Regions from separate parts of the Oryctolagus cuniculus genome. Here region 1 is linked to region 2. The links are chromatin contacts, called in public Micro-C maps. All regions are on one chromosome and are shown on one strand. Each heading gives the region's core, a stretch centred on a gene start, on an enhancer-like site or on the middle of the called end of the contact. The rest is flanking DNA. Distances are from core to core; before and after follow the strand shown. Region 1 overlaps LOC138850171 (a long non-coding RNA gene). Region 2 has its middle 110 kb from the start of SPRY4.

Region 1 (3,361 bases), core at 279-2,778, 100 kb after region 2:
GGCGAGAGGCCGCAGCCAGCTGCCTCAGAGGACCCGGGACACTTTCTTAATAACATCCAGATGGTTCCACAGAAATTGTTAACATCTTGAAAAAAAAAGTCAGCTGCAGGAGAAATGAGATTCAAGTGGTTTAGGAAGGACGGCCCGGAGGAGAGTCCCTGTGGACTGGGGGGTGGGGGGGTGGAATGACTGCTTCCTAGGGCGGACGGCGGCTGGAACCCAGCAGGTCTTCTGTTGGACGTGGGGCGTGCTGAGGCTTCCTCCCCAGAACTGGCCGTTCACTAGACCCTGGTGTGCTGTAGCTGTGTGTCCGTGGTGCGGATTCTTTGTTAGTAGAGGGGACTGATGACCTTCCCATCTCCAGTCTCTGGTACACTCTATACAACAGGGTTCAGGACCATTGGGTTTTAATGGCCCATGGCAATATTTAACCCTAAAAAAAAACTATTACAGCTATAGTGTGTTTGTAACCATACATACATCTCTTATACTGCAATATATCTATTTTCCAACATAAGAAAATAAACTCACAAAATTTCAATTGGAAAATATCTCCTTCTGTGCCTGCAGCAGCTAACATGGTGTCAGCTCAATCAGTTCTTAACGTGAGTGTTCATTAAAAGCTTTGTTTCATTTGAAAGCCATCTGTATGTTAGATTTTCTCATTTCCCAAGAATTGTTTAGACATCAGTTCCGCAGAGCCAAATAAATTTTGAAAAGCAAAATTTTAAAATTTTTACATAATTTTGCTGGGGAAGGAAGGGTCTCTCTTGGCCGTGGGCTGGGAGAGCTGTGTCATTTTTTGCATCAGGTGGGGACCAGAGGGAGCCCTCCCGATGAGGAGGCCCAGGGCCTGGGGAGGCCTTGTTGCTGTTCATCTTTTCCCAAGGGCTTTGCTCCTCTCCTCTGGGTTGCCTTCCTCAAGGCAGAGGAGAGGACTTGCTTGTGGAGTGCAAGTGTTTGCGTGGGAATCACTCGCCTGGAACCAGAAATGGGATCGGGGTAGGGGAGGACCAGATTCCAGGCCTGCTGAGCCTTCGGCAAGCGTCAGTTGGTTGCTCCCAGCAACACGTCTCTTCCTGGGCCACCTCAGTGCTCGTGGGGGGCTTCTCCTGCCACCCCCACCGCCGTAGGATTCAGCTCTGTCTGCCTGGGACAGCAGGAGGTGGGGCTGGGGAGGGCAGGATGGTCGGCCTCTCCCTTGCAGTTCTTCCTCAACCAGGAAGCAGGCAGGAGGGAAGCCTGTGCAGCAGGAAGACACACAACCTGGATTTTTCAATTTGGAACGCCTGGGGCATTGAGTCTGAAAAATCTGTGTGTGATTGGAAAAAAAAAAAAAATCACAAACCCTAATGCAGGAACCAGAACATTCTGCAGAAAAGCAACGTTACCAAAGCAGGAGCAGGCCAGGGAGTCCCCCCCGAGCTGGCTGCAGAGCGTTGGCCAGGTAAACGCATTAGATGAGGCCACGGCTTTCCTTGGGGAGAACGTTGACATTTCAGCTTTGGCTTCTTGGGATTCCGCTGGAGGACACTTCGGTGGAATGTAGTGACTGCTGACTGCTTCCTTCCTCCCCACGCTGAAATCCAGGCTATTACAATTCCAAATGGACACAGAGTTCTGCCAAGTGTATAGGAAACTGAAATGACAGTGTGGGTTCCCACCACCAGGGAGAGCAGAAGCTGAGAACGCGTCACATTTCCCTTGTGAGTCCCAAGTGTGTCTATTTTTATTCTAAAGGGTTCTGTGTTTTCATTCAGTTTTGTGAATGGAGGGATCCATATGGGATTGTCACTAAAATTGTCTACTCAAATAAAAGCGTGTGGCGCTTCAGCAGTGCCTAGAAACGCCCACAGAGATTTGAGGCTCGGCCGGAAAGAACTGCACACCCTGCTGTGGGAGATCCGGAGGAAGCTGTCTGAGGATTTCTCCTGGTGGCCTCTGGATGCGCTGCAAGGGGACACTGTCAGTGACCCGCGTCTGAGGGACACTGGACAAAGCATAGCTCATTGTTTTGGCGAAGCCATAAAGTAGCTGCTCTGAGTGCTTTGTATTAGCTTAATATCTCTGATATATATGTAAAATATAGTATAGTATATAATATATATAACGTACAGTTTTTATTTAAAATGGGGGGGGGGGAGAATGAGACTTGGAAGTCCCCATGCATAAAGCAAGTCATTTTTCTAAAAAGTTTATTTTTTATTTATTTGAAAGGCAGAATGACAGAAAGAAAGGGACAGGGACAGGGACAGGGGGAGAGAGAGAGAGAGAGAGAGGAAGAGAGGAAGAGAGGAAGATACTGGTTTTCCATCTAGCGGTTTACTCCCCAAATGACCCAAGAGTCAGGTCTGGGCCAGGCTGAAGCCAGAAGCCAGGAACTTCATTCTGTTCTGTTATGTGGGTGTCATAGACAAGAGTACTAGGGCCAGCTTATGCCTGTCTGGGTGCACATTAGCAGGGAGCTGGCAGGAAGTCGAGGCAGGACTCGATCCCACCCATTGCAATGTAGGATACAGGCATCTCAGCCAGCAGCTTAACCCACTGTGCCATAACACCAGCCCCAAACAGGTGCCTTTTCTTACTGATCCTCTTCAAAGGTAAGCTTTCTTGAAATACAGTGTTAACAGCTCTTTGGCATTATCTTGTTCAGGTGCTGAGTAGCTTATGTCGGGTATTTTGTCTCCAACTTCTTCAGATTCCACCTCACGAGCCCTTTGGGCTGGTGTTTGGCACAGTGCTTGAGACTTGGCTTGGGGACACCCCCGTCCAATCTCAGGGTGTCTGGGTTTGAGTTTTGCCTTGTGTTCCGAACAAGCTTCCTGCTAATGCACACCTAGGAGGTAGCAAGAGACGGCACAAGTGCTTGGTTCCCTGCCACCCACACATGAGAGACCCAGATGTTCTGGGCTCCTGGCTTCAGCCTGGCTCAGCCCTGGCTGTTGTGGGCATTTGGAGAGTGAATCAGCAAGTGGAAGATCTCTGTCTTTGTCTCAGTCTCTCTCTGCCTTTCAGATAAAATGAAAACACAAAAGCCAGGGTGCTCCCTTACCTTATTCCCATACCTCCAGGACTCGAGTAGTGCCTGAGACACAGTAGGTGCTCCCCTAATTCATCCAAGCAATTAAAGATGCCTCTCTCTTTTAAAATAAGTTAGTTATAAAACAATTATGTGGCTGGCGCCGTGGCTCACTAGGCTAATCCTCTGCCTTGCAGCACCGGCACACCGGGTTCTAGTTCTGGTTGGGGCGCCAGATTCTGTCCCGGTTGCCCCTCTTCCAGGCCAGCTCTCTGCTGTGGCCAGGGAGTGCAGTGGAGGATGGCCCAAGTGCTTGGGCCCTGCACCCCATGGGAGACCAGG
Region 2 (3,591 bases), core at 208-2,707:
ACTTGAGTCCCTGCCACCCACATAGGAAAGCTGGATACGTTCTAGGCTCCTGGGTTTGGCTTATTGTAGGCATTTGGGGAGTGAATCAGCTGATGGAAGATCTGTCTCTGTAACTTGACCTTTCAAATAAATAATAAACGAATGCATCTTTTTTTTTTTTTTTAAATGTGCATGTTAGGACTGGCTTGTGGGTTTTCTTTGCCCAAGCATTTCTAGTTGGTGGTGCCTGGGCCGGGGCAGGTGGCTCATCTGAATGCCCCATGTCTTTGGTTGGCAGAACACAGGCAAAGCAGTGTACAGGAGGCCAGGAGTCACGTTCCCCCAGGAAGAGCTGCAGGGCTGGGGGAGGCTGGGGGGTGGGCTTTGGCCCAGAAAGGCCCAGAGTGGGACCCGGGAATGGCTTCATCACTCCGAGGCCTTGCTGAGCCTCAGCTTTCCAGTGGGTGAAATCAAGGTTTTAGCAGAAGGCTGAAACAGCCCTGGCTTCTCTCTGGAAAAGCCCACCACAGAGAATGGGAGCTCCGATGTAAGAGGGGACGGTGGAGAGAGACATGCTCTGTGGGACAGAGCCTGCGTCACTGATGGTCCAGGTGCCCTGCATGGGCTCCAGGCTGTCTGTGCATGCAGCAGGCTCACCTTCAACATGCTGGAGCCAAACTTGTCCCAGCCAGGAGTCTTCCTGAGTTAAATAGCCCCGTGCTCCCAGTCGGGCCCGTCTGCAGCTCAGCATTCTCCCTGGAGCCCTAGGCGTTACTGGGGTCCTGTCCCACCTCTCTCTTCCCTCGTCTTTATTTCTCCTGCCCCGTCCCTCCTGGACCCCCAAGTTACCCACTGTCTTTCCCTGGATTAGGGCCATAGTTTCCATGCCACCAGCCCTCTTCCTCCTCATCACCCAACCCGTCTCCAGACGCCACAGCAGCGCTGCCTTCCTTACGCCTGTTACTGGCGGCTTCCCAGCCTGGCCAGGGCGAGCTCCCTACACCATGCCCTCTGCACTCCATGCCCTTGCTCCCCCACCACCCTCTCCAACCTCACCTGCTTCCCCCACTCTGCACACCCTGATCCCTGTGGCTTTCCTGTTGTCTCTCCAATTTGCCATCTTCTTTCTGTGCAGGGTCTGTGGCCCCTCTCTTCATCCTGCCAGCCCTCATCCATCCGTCGGTGTCTGCCTCAGAGAAACCTCCCCTTGTCCCCTCCTGTTCTGCTCCTGTCGCGCCCTAGAGTCCTCCTGGGAGTCGTCAATGATTGGAACATAAACTTGTGTGTCTCTGCCTCTCCTGTGAGGCCAAAGCTGTGGAAAGGCAGGGCTGTGTGTGGCTGTTCTGTGCGTCTCACGTGTTTAACCCGTGGGCATCGCGTGCGTCTGTGGTGCCACCTTAGAAGTCCTGCCGTACTTTGCGGAGCTGTGGGATGCGGGGCCGCCAGCCTCCCGAGCTTGGCAAGTACGGGTGGTGATGGTGTCGGCGTCAGCAGCCCCACGCTGTGGGCTCCAGGGGAAGCACCAGGGTGCACAGCTTCATGCCCGGCCCCGAGCGCATGCTCGTTAGATGAGCTTGCTGTTAGCAGTATCAGTCTAGTAGTGCTTCTGGCACAAAGTAGAAGGACTCATTTTTGTGGTCATACTTTTGGGCCATTCGCATTAGAACCCCCTGTGGTCCATCCTGTGCTAACCTTGGCATTGATTAGTGGTGAAGAAAGAGAAGAAACGGATCAAGTAGAGAGACCCTCAGTCCAGTCTTTCTTTGGCCTTTGGCCTGGCTTCAGGCCTTCCTCGTTGGGTCTGAGCTGCCTTGGGAATAAAGAATAAGCAAGCTGACTGACTTGTGTGCCTCGTGAGGCCAGGGCCAGCAGGGCCAGCATTTGAACCATGTCATCTGTTTTCAAGGCAACCGCTCCACTGCTGCGTTGCTGAAGATCTCACATCCCCAAATTTTGGCTTTGGGAGATGCTGTGGGCAGGGAGAGAAAGGCAGAAGCGGGAAGGAAATGTTGCAGATTTATTTTCCTAATTTTACTTGGCTTAGGCTACTATTGAAATTATTTTGAGCACTTCACTGACAGAGGCGGAAGAGAGAACCCAATTCGATATTAAATATTTGCAATGGAAAATTCACAAAGTCTTTTTGAATGGAAGATATTTCCGAGAAATTCCCGTGGGACTCGTCCAGCCAGTTGTTCCCTCTGCAGCATGCTTCCTGTGGTTGCTTCACTGTTCTCAGAAAGGAACATTCCTGACTTTGAAGTCCTGGGGTTATGCCGGGCGAGCTGCTGAACTGTGTCTTGGTTCCCCTGGCAGGGGATGAATAAAGGGGAGAGGGTTGCGCATTGCACTTAGTTGCGTGAGTTGCAGATCTGTAATTTATGAAAGTGACATTGTGCCAGGCGCCTCCAGCTGGGGGTGGGCTGCAGCAGAGCCGTTACGGTCGGAGAAGCTGACGCTGAGAGAGCCTTTGCTGTGTGCCACGCTGGACGCTGAGCCCTCGACGTGCCCTGATGCTTGCAATCTGGAAAGCTACCCCTGGTTATGGTCCCATGGGTCCTTATGAATGGACTAAGCTGCTGGGGGTCGGGGGGTAAATTCTGGGCCCTGTTGGCAGTGACAGAGCTGGGATGCGAAACCAGGACTGTTGGACTCCTACATCTCATGCCCTATATCAGTGCGCCCACCCTTTGCGATCCTCGTGCCAGCGCTGTGGCCGGGTGATGGAGGAGCTGGCGGTCACATCCAGACCGCCGGCCATGGGGAGCCAGAATTCCCGGTGAGGAGGTGGCGTCTCCTCGGGACTCGACTGCCTGCCCCCTGCTGCGGTGCTGGGCTGGTCTGGGGCTGGTCTGGGGCTGGCGTCCATCCGAGCAGATAAGGAAGGAGAAGGCTCCTCAGGCCCATGCTGCACAGAAGGTGGGGAGCAGCACCACAGCTTCCTTGCCCTCTTCAAGGCCATGTACCTTGACTTGTGGCAGCTCTGCTGGAGTCTGGCTCCCCACCCAGAACTCCAGGAAGGCCTTGCAAGCCGCGTGCACTGCTGTGTTCCCAGTGCCTGGTCTGCCGTGGGGCTCAGTCTGGGCTCCTAGCTGGGCCCCTTCTTCCACTACTGACCCAGCATTCTGTCTGCCCTAAACTGGGCCATCCTCTGTGCTGCTCCTGCTGCATAACATGCTGCCCCCTCCTGCTGGCCAGCCTCACTGCCCCTCCCTTCAGTTGCCAGCTTAAATGTCCCCCTTGGGGTCGATGCTTCCCTGGGTCTCTCTCTGGCCTGGCTGCCATATACAGATGGTGTCTGTGGGCTGTGTTTTATAATGTGCTGCCCTGTGTCTTCATTTATGATTCTACCTCCTTCGATAGAGCTGGACCACGAGAGCCCGTCTGCCTTGCTCGCTGCTGGCTTCCCAGGGCTCAGGAAATACTTGGGAGTACACGAGTTCCTCCCTCGAAGCAGCCAGACCCTCCCATGTGTTAGGTGTCTCTGTCTTTCCTATTCCCAGTTGGATGAAGGTGCTGGCCCCCGAGGCATTCCGTAGCACTGATGGGGCTCACTGCAGCACCACTGGGGAACTTGCTTTCCCTCTGGGTCTGTGACAGCTCAGCCTCCGC

What was found. A called contact is a pair of places that touch in the nucleus more often than the background predicts.
Region 1: a contact with region 2 is called in a Micro-C map of ear pinna, with 1.8 times the contacts expected there. The contact joins two enhancer-like sites. A contact is called at or near these places in 2 of 6 Hi-C or Micro-C datasets (ear pinna and psoas muscle).

The regions. Positions count from the first base shown.
Region 1 is chr6:30,041,008-30,044,368 of mOryCun1.1, forward strand. The region is part of intron 1 of LOC138850171 (a long non-coding RNA gene); the gene reads left to right. Among named protein-coding and RNA genes, the nearest start is that of FGF1, 65 kb to the right of the region's middle. Within about 2 kb of position 1,529, at least 4 of the 8 cell types and tissues checked have an H3K27ac peak or open chromatin away from gene starts, as enhancers often do. A contact at or near this core is called in ear pinna, where this site is marked.
Region 2 is chr6:29,938,059-29,941,649 of mOryCun1.1, forward strand. No RefSeq gene overlaps it. Among named protein-coding and RNA genes, the nearest start is that of SPRY4, 110 kb to the left of the region's middle. Within about 2 kb of position 1,458, at least 4 of the 8 cell types and tissues checked have an H3K27ac peak or open chromatin away from gene starts, as enhancers often do. A contact at or near this core is called in ear pinna, where this site is marked.